Regions from separate parts of the Mus musculus genome. Here region 1 is linked to region 2. A link is a contact called in public Micro-C data. All regions are on one chromosome and are shown on one strand. Each heading gives the region's core, a stretch centred on a gene start, on an enhancer-like site or on the middle of the called end of the contact. The rest is flanking DNA. Distances are from core to core; before and after follow the strand shown.

Region 1 (3,587 bases), core at 1,064-3,563, 120 kb after region 2:
TGCACAGGCATGTGTTAGGCCCTGAGTTCCACCCCCAGCAATGCAGACCAGTAAGAGCAAATACACACATGATGAAAACGGGGTGAGGTGGTAAGAAGACGGACGTCACAGCACAGTCCCTGGGAGGTCATCTGGACAGGCACAGTAGACCTGTCAGAGGTGAGCTGTGTGAGGCTTTCTCCCAGTGGACACCCTCTACATTTGCTTTCATAAGCACAAAGTTACAAACGCCCACCGTAGCATTATCAACCTGAGCATTTGCAAGGCAGGCCTTTTCTATTTAAGTAAGTTATAAATATATATATAACCATAATATAAAATATTAGCAGAATTGTTAATACTGTGTATACAGTGAACATATGAGGCAATAAGGAAAGACTCAAAATTACACTTAGGTAAATATAGCAATTTTCAGTAGTAACAACTAAACTACGTTATGTTTACTGGCAAGGGCTACTTTCAAGTGCTTTAAATAATGAATTGTTTAACCCTGCAATAGTCTCATGGCTCAGCTTTCTTTTATAATAAAAGGAAAAGGAGAAAACAGATATGTAGTAGTTTTTCAAAAAATACAGCTAGAAAGATGGCTCAGTAGTTAAGAACACTGGGTTCAATTCCTAGCACCCACAAAGCGGCACACAATCATCTACACTCCAGTCCAGAGAATCATCTGCTCTCCTGAGCATGCAAACGTGCAAACATGCACATGAAAACTTTTTAAAATTTTAAATATACCTAGTAAACAAAACAAAACCAAGAATTTAGGCCAAGACTTTGTGAATCCAAGAAGTATAGTGTTTTGCAGGGATGTAACTGCAAACTGTATCTATCTACAACACAAGCCAACTGTGTTTTTAATGATATATATGTTGTGGTTTATATATATATATATATATGTATAATTATATGTATTATATTATGTATTATATATATATATATAATCCTTGGGAATGATACCTTCCTGTGCTTTTTAAGTCAATGTTACTTTTATACTTTGTAAATAAACTTTTTTAAAAGTCCTGATCACACAGTACTTCTTCATCTTCTAATTTCAGGGTATTTTTCAATTAATTAAACCCAACTCTAAAAAGTGATGTGAGATTTTGCTCACAAACTAAATCCCTAGCAATCCCTAACAACTGCTTCTGTGCCTCACCACAAATGTTAAGAAAGGAACGCAGCAAAACTTCCAGCAAATACTAAACTTAAAGCTCGCGGGGTATTTTGAGCTTCCTAGCTATTCTAACATCATTTCTGCTCAATTACTATGATGGACAAGCACATTTAACTAAGAGCCCAACCTATCCTATGTGTGTAACGGCTTGTGAGTTGTCACAAGCAGTAACAACTCAAGTCCCTGTGTGACTGTGTACTACTTATCCGTACATCCACTTGGTAAACCTGATACTTAGTCTCCATTGTCAGCCCAACTAGACAGTAGAATCATGGAAGAGACACATCTCCTGTATGTGAGGGTGTTTCCAGACGCAAAGGAGAAAGCTCACCCTGAATGTGGGCGGCACTACCCCACAGGTCCATTCAGAAAAATGGAAAATGAGAAGGAGAGCTGCGAATATCACTCATCTCCCTCTGCTTTCTGGCTCCAGGCACATGTAACCAGCTGCTTCCGGTTCCTGATGCCCAGCAGAGCCTTCTCTGCCAATTGGGCTATGCCCTCAAACCATGAACAGAAAACAATCCTTTCTCCCTTAAGCTGTTTGTTGTCAGGTACTTGGTCAGAGCAAGGAGGAAAATAAGTAAACAGACAGCAAACATTTACCGAGGACCCATCATGAGCCACACAAAGTGCTCACATAGTGAGAACAAACCAGAACAAGAGAAAAAAAGACCTTTGCCCACCTAAAAGCTCATTAGATTGGGGTTAAGGCCATGAAAACCTTTATCCTAAAGAGTACTAATGTGGCACAAACTACCATATTAGAAATGACCAGTGCCTGTAAGTTAGGATTAGACACGTGCACAGTATCTTTTGTTGTTTTGGGTTTTCTATTTCTCCAGTGAAAAGCTTGATTTTATTGTCTCACTGAATTGTACACTTCAGCCCTTAGTCATAGCTTAGACAGACTTATTTGGGGGGTTGGGAAGGGGCATGCCACAAGGGATATGGGGAGGTCAAAGAGCAGTTTGCAGGAATCAATTCTCTCCAGGTCAGCAGGCTTAGCAACCAATGCCCTCCCACCCTCAAATGACACTTTTTATCTTATTATAACACAAGCCCAGGCAAGTCATAATGACACATGAGAGGTAGAGCAGGAGTGCGGCACACACAAGGCTGTGGTATAGCCTAGGGGACTGTTTCCTGCAGCTTTACGATGGTGCTGTCCCATAGCTCTGCCTCCACCTCTACAGTCGCTATTACCCACAACCTCAACGGGCGCATGCATTTGATACCTGATAAACCCCATGGTTAGAACAGCGTCTCACCACAAAGCATTGATAACCCATTTAATGAGGACAGTAATTCCAAAAGCATTCCTGAAAAGCCACCTCGCTGTGTCTTGTCATGGAGCCCAGCACTAGAATATCTCAACTGAGTGCCTCAGTCTAGATGCTGCAAAGCTGCAGAGACCCTGCAAAGCAGAGAACCTAACCTGTACAGCGGAGATTGCAACCCAGCCTCCTTACGCTCTCCTCCTCAAGCATTTATTCCAACTAAACCAAGATTCCCAAGAATTATTAACAAGGAACTGGGGGCTGGAGAGATGGCTCGGTGCTTAAGAGAACTGACTGCTCTTCCAATGGCCTTGAGTTCAAATCCCAGCAACCACATGGTGGCTCACAACCATCTATAATGAGACCGGATGCCCTCTTTTGGTGTGTCTGAAGATAGCTACAGTGTACTCACATATAATAAAAGACATAAATCTTTAAAAAAAAAAAAAAGGAATTGGTAAGCTATATTTCACAGCCAAATGCATCTACTCGCTGGGTAGCAGAATGATGTTTGCTAAGCTGTGTTAGAGACTCCATGCAGTGTGAACTGGGCAGAGCAAATAAAGTGTCCTGGGACTTGCAGAAAACAGAACACTCTGATCAGAACGGTCTTCAGAAGGAAAAGGAATCACGGCCACTGTTTCATATCTGAGAGCTTCCCTTCATTAGACTAACCACTACTATGTGAAACCCACAGCTATGGGTAAGATGTCCACTAAGCTGCCCTTAGAACAGGGAGAGTACTCTGGTTTACCTGACGGTCCTAACTAATCCCAACAGAACTCAAGATAAAAAAGGAGCAGATGCAAGGTCATCATGAGGTACTGAGTAAGAAGACAGTTGTCACTGGCAGCTTTGAAGATGGGAGAGGCGGCTCCTGAGCCAAAGAGCACCGAGTCCCCACAACAGGGCCACAGGAGGAAAGTTACCCCCAAAGCATAAGGAACTGAAGCTTCTCAGCATCCTACTGCTGAGGGAAGAACTAGGAATTCCTACTGTGCTAACCTGTGAGCCAATGCGGAAATCATATTGTGGCAGTAGCTCGGGAAATGGGAACCCATCAAGATCCAGCTATGCCGCTCTTAGGCATATACATTACATAAGGGCACTTGCTCAGCCATGTTCATTGCTAC
Region 2 (3,283 bases), core at 314-2,813:
AAAACAAAACAAAAAACCTTTCAAGTTATTTTCTCATTAGTTTTCCTTTCTTAAAACACTTTTAATACCAGATTTTCTAAATCCCTTTCTAAGACTGGCCTATCAGTGAAAATAAATTAAAAACGTTTAACAGTGGAAATACAAATGGTAGTTATGGATCAAGGACTTTGAAAGAGATCACAGACATCAAAGTTCAGCTCAGTTCTACCACTCTACAGAACTGACCTCAGGCCCTCTTCTAAACAACTAGACAACAAGTGTATACACTAAAAAACAAACCCCACAGCACCAGCAAGCAAAGTGAAATCAGTATCAGAGAAAGGAGCTGCAAACAGGAGGACCGAAGGCCAGTTGAGTCATTTAGTAACGAGGTAGAAAGCTCCCCCAGGTAGACGGAGATGGTAGAGCTGCACACAGGTTACCAGAAGCAGCAGACAGGCTGACGTCAGTGTGAGGAAAAGAGCTGATAGCGAGGGGACCTTCAAAGGCGCCGTCTTCACATGGCCGCCAGCAGCTCTCCCCACCTTAATACCCCAGGAAATCACATCATTATGAAGCTGTTTTCCATAATGGTGGCCCTGAGTCATGAAGGAAGACTAAATCCTGTTTAGTACTCACAGTTAAAAAGCAGGAAATGTTTTGGGGCCAAGAGATTGAATAGTGTGTTTTAGAGTTTTATAGGCAAGAAAGATTTGGTTGAGTGAACATTTTACATGTTCCCTGGACACTGTAAGTTCTCTAATTAATCAGAGGCTTGCAGTGGTTTTGGTTAATAAAATATTCTCCTAAATTCTTTCTTAAATGTAATGTACCAAAATAAGATAGTTAGTCAAGATGATATTCTCCGCTCTCCCCAGAGTTATTGTAAATCCCAGGGCTGACCTCCTCTGGGCAGACCCTTATGATGTTCCTGGAGGTGGGAAGAGGATGGCAGGGAGGCAGGCGCCTCAGGGGAGACTGAGGTAGGAGTGCTGCTGAGAGCTGGACGGAGACTCTGTGGTATGAGGCAGAGGCAGGACCCTGCGTGAGCTTGAGAGAATATGAGGAAATGACTCCCACATTTTCCTCAGTCAGAGGGAAGCTACAGGAGTTTGTCCCACAGGCTTGTAACTTTTAGGTCCTAGGGAAGGGTCACACTTCCAAGGCCAGTCTCTTCAGGAAGATAATTATGGTAGTAGAATGGAAATGTTTGATATATGTATGTATATACATATACATTTATGTGTGTGATATGTATACAAATATATATATATATATAAAATCTCAACAGACAGGCCCTTGCACAGCAAGGAAGGAGGGCACCTGACTTTGTCTGGGCCTCACCTCCTCAGCCCTGGCTGAAGCTCTTAGGTATGCTGTGGGGTTTTGTCTGGAGGGCATGGGGGTGAAGAAGCAGAAGCTGGCCTCTTCTCTGGAGTCAGAGAAAGGAAGACATTCAAAGCATCCCCAAGTGTCCTACAGGGATGATTTGAACTGCACCTGGGCTGCCTTTCCCTCTAAGGACCAAGCGCAGAGTCTGGCACATTCCACAGATTCTTAAGTAGCCATGTAGACCCCTCTGGTTTACACCTTTGAGCAGTAACTTCCTGTCCCTCTGCAGTCTTAGAGATTGACTCAGAGTTAGCCATGGTCAAGTTAACTCAGCTCAGGGGAGGCAGGCACCTAACTGTAGGGGTCCCCAGTCACTTTCCTTTTAGCTCTTTATGAGATCGTGTCTTTTCTGCTTTTTCTAGTTCTTGCCCAGCACATATCAAGTGACATCTAAATCAGGTTACATAGAGGCCGATGATGATATCCACTTGGATGTTGTTCGGGACGTTGTCTGGCTCACCGCTCATTGCAAGTTGGATAACACCTGCACCAGTGGGTGAAACAGAGTGGGAAACAGGAATAAACAAGACCAGCATGACTGATGAAACCTAAACATTCTCTCTAAACAAAACCATAGGCACGGAATTACCTCCCTGACATCCCATTTGTAGTCTTCCTTTGGAAATCTAGAATACTGGGTACCTCAACATACTACAGAGTCTCACAGTGGCATGCCTCAAATACACCATTATTTCCAATGAGTGGGGTTTGTAGCATTTTCCCACAATCCTTATGCTGGCCCCACTCCTTTCAGTATGGTTTTGGGAGCTGGGCATTCTTTATCTGGCTTCTGTGGTATTTACTGCATTTAAAAGAAGAGATTCTGCACTAAAATGTTGTCTGGGAAACACACTGTATCCCGCTTCCTCCCATCCATTCATGCAAGCTAATTATTGCTATCTCAGTCTCCTGTGCATTTTCCCAGACCATAATGATTTGAGACTTATGGTAAAACAGCTAGGTTGTGTGCTCCTCGTTTTCAAGCAGGCAATTTTGTGAAGTGCATGGTAATAATCAGAGCCACAATTTGGTTTCTGGATATTTCATCTGTTCCCAAGATGGTTTGGGGGTCCATAAAACTTTTCACCTGAAACCTACCATGTGACCTTTGAAATCCCACAGTCTGTCTCCCACAGACAGAGCACACAGGCTCTGGGCCTTTTGAGGAGGCACATGCCTTTTCCCATTTTTTTTTATCCACCTCCTTGGGGTCAGGGCATCTCTAAGTCCTTTGTAATTAGTTGAAAAGAAACACGGGGAAAAGTTATAATCTTTCCAAATAAACTACACATTTCTCTTAGGGATTTATACGGAATTGTTTATTTATTTTAAGAAAGCCCAAATGATATGAATATAAGAAATGAAATACTGGGTCAACCCAATGGCCTAACCAGCCTGTGGTTTCAAAGTTTCACAGCACTCCATTAATGTGGGCTCAGACATTATGGGATGTACTCCAAACTCTGCTTTCCCTTAATACTCAGAGACTCATCTTTCTCCTTCCCAAATTCATTTGTATTGGTAGCTCACATCAACTACAGAAACAAGTCTCACACAGTGGAGATGCCCCACCTTCCTCATCAGGAGACTGATGCCTACAGGGAGAGGGCCACCATGTTGGGGGTGGGTAGCAGAGAATTAGGATGGACTATCCAAGATCACCATAGTTGTCCTCTTGCTAACAACTGTTCTCATCTGCACCCTGTCCTCCCAGTTTCATCTCCTCTCTAAGCATCCCCCTGGTGCCTGCTAAGTACTGGTTCTTACACTATATACATCAGGCCTAGGTTTAAACACCATGAAAAGAGTAGAAGATTATCTGCCTCCTCCATGCCTGGTATAGACAGGGTCTATGGTGGTCCCCCTGGTCCTCATGTCCTGAGATTTATGGCTTCATATAACCCATGTTCCT

What was found. A called contact is a pair of places that touch in the nucleus more often than the background predicts.
Region 1: a Micro-C map of trophoblast stem cells shows a contact between it and region 2, with 5 times the contacts expected there. The contact joins two enhancer-like sites. A contact is called at or near these places in 2 of 39 promoter capture datasets (the HPC-7 cell line and hippocampal neurons), 11 of 484 Hi-C or Micro-C datasets (the Ba/F3 cell line, the HL-1 cell line, the HPC-7 cell line and 4 more) and 3 of 115 datasets of contacts at active chromatin or transcription factors (bone marrow-derived dendritic cells, cardiomyocytes and embryonic stem cells).

What each region holds. Positions count from the first base shown.
Region 1 is chr3:8,917,703-8,921,289 of GRCm38.p6, forward strand. The region is part of intron 1 of Mrps28 (mitochondrial ribosomal protein S28); the gene reads right to left. Gm52601 (a long non-coding RNA gene) reads right to left here. Exons shown (of 2, transcript XR_003954436.1): 2 at 1-3,587. Among named protein-coding and RNA genes, the nearest start is that of Gm52601, 4.1 kb to the right of the region's middle. Within about 2 kb of position 2,314, at least 10 of the 459 cell types and tissues checked have an H3K27ac peak or open chromatin away from gene starts, as enhancers often do. A contact at or near this core is called in trophoblast stem cells, where this site is marked.
Region 2 is chr3:8,794,623-8,797,905 of GRCm38.p6, forward strand. No RefSeq gene overlaps it. Among named protein-coding and RNA genes, the nearest start is that of Gm52599, 30 kb to the left of the region's middle. Within about 2 kb of position 1,564, at least 13 of the 459 cell types and tissues checked have an H3K27ac peak or open chromatin away from gene starts, as enhancers often do. A contact at or near this core is called in trophoblast stem cells, where this site is marked.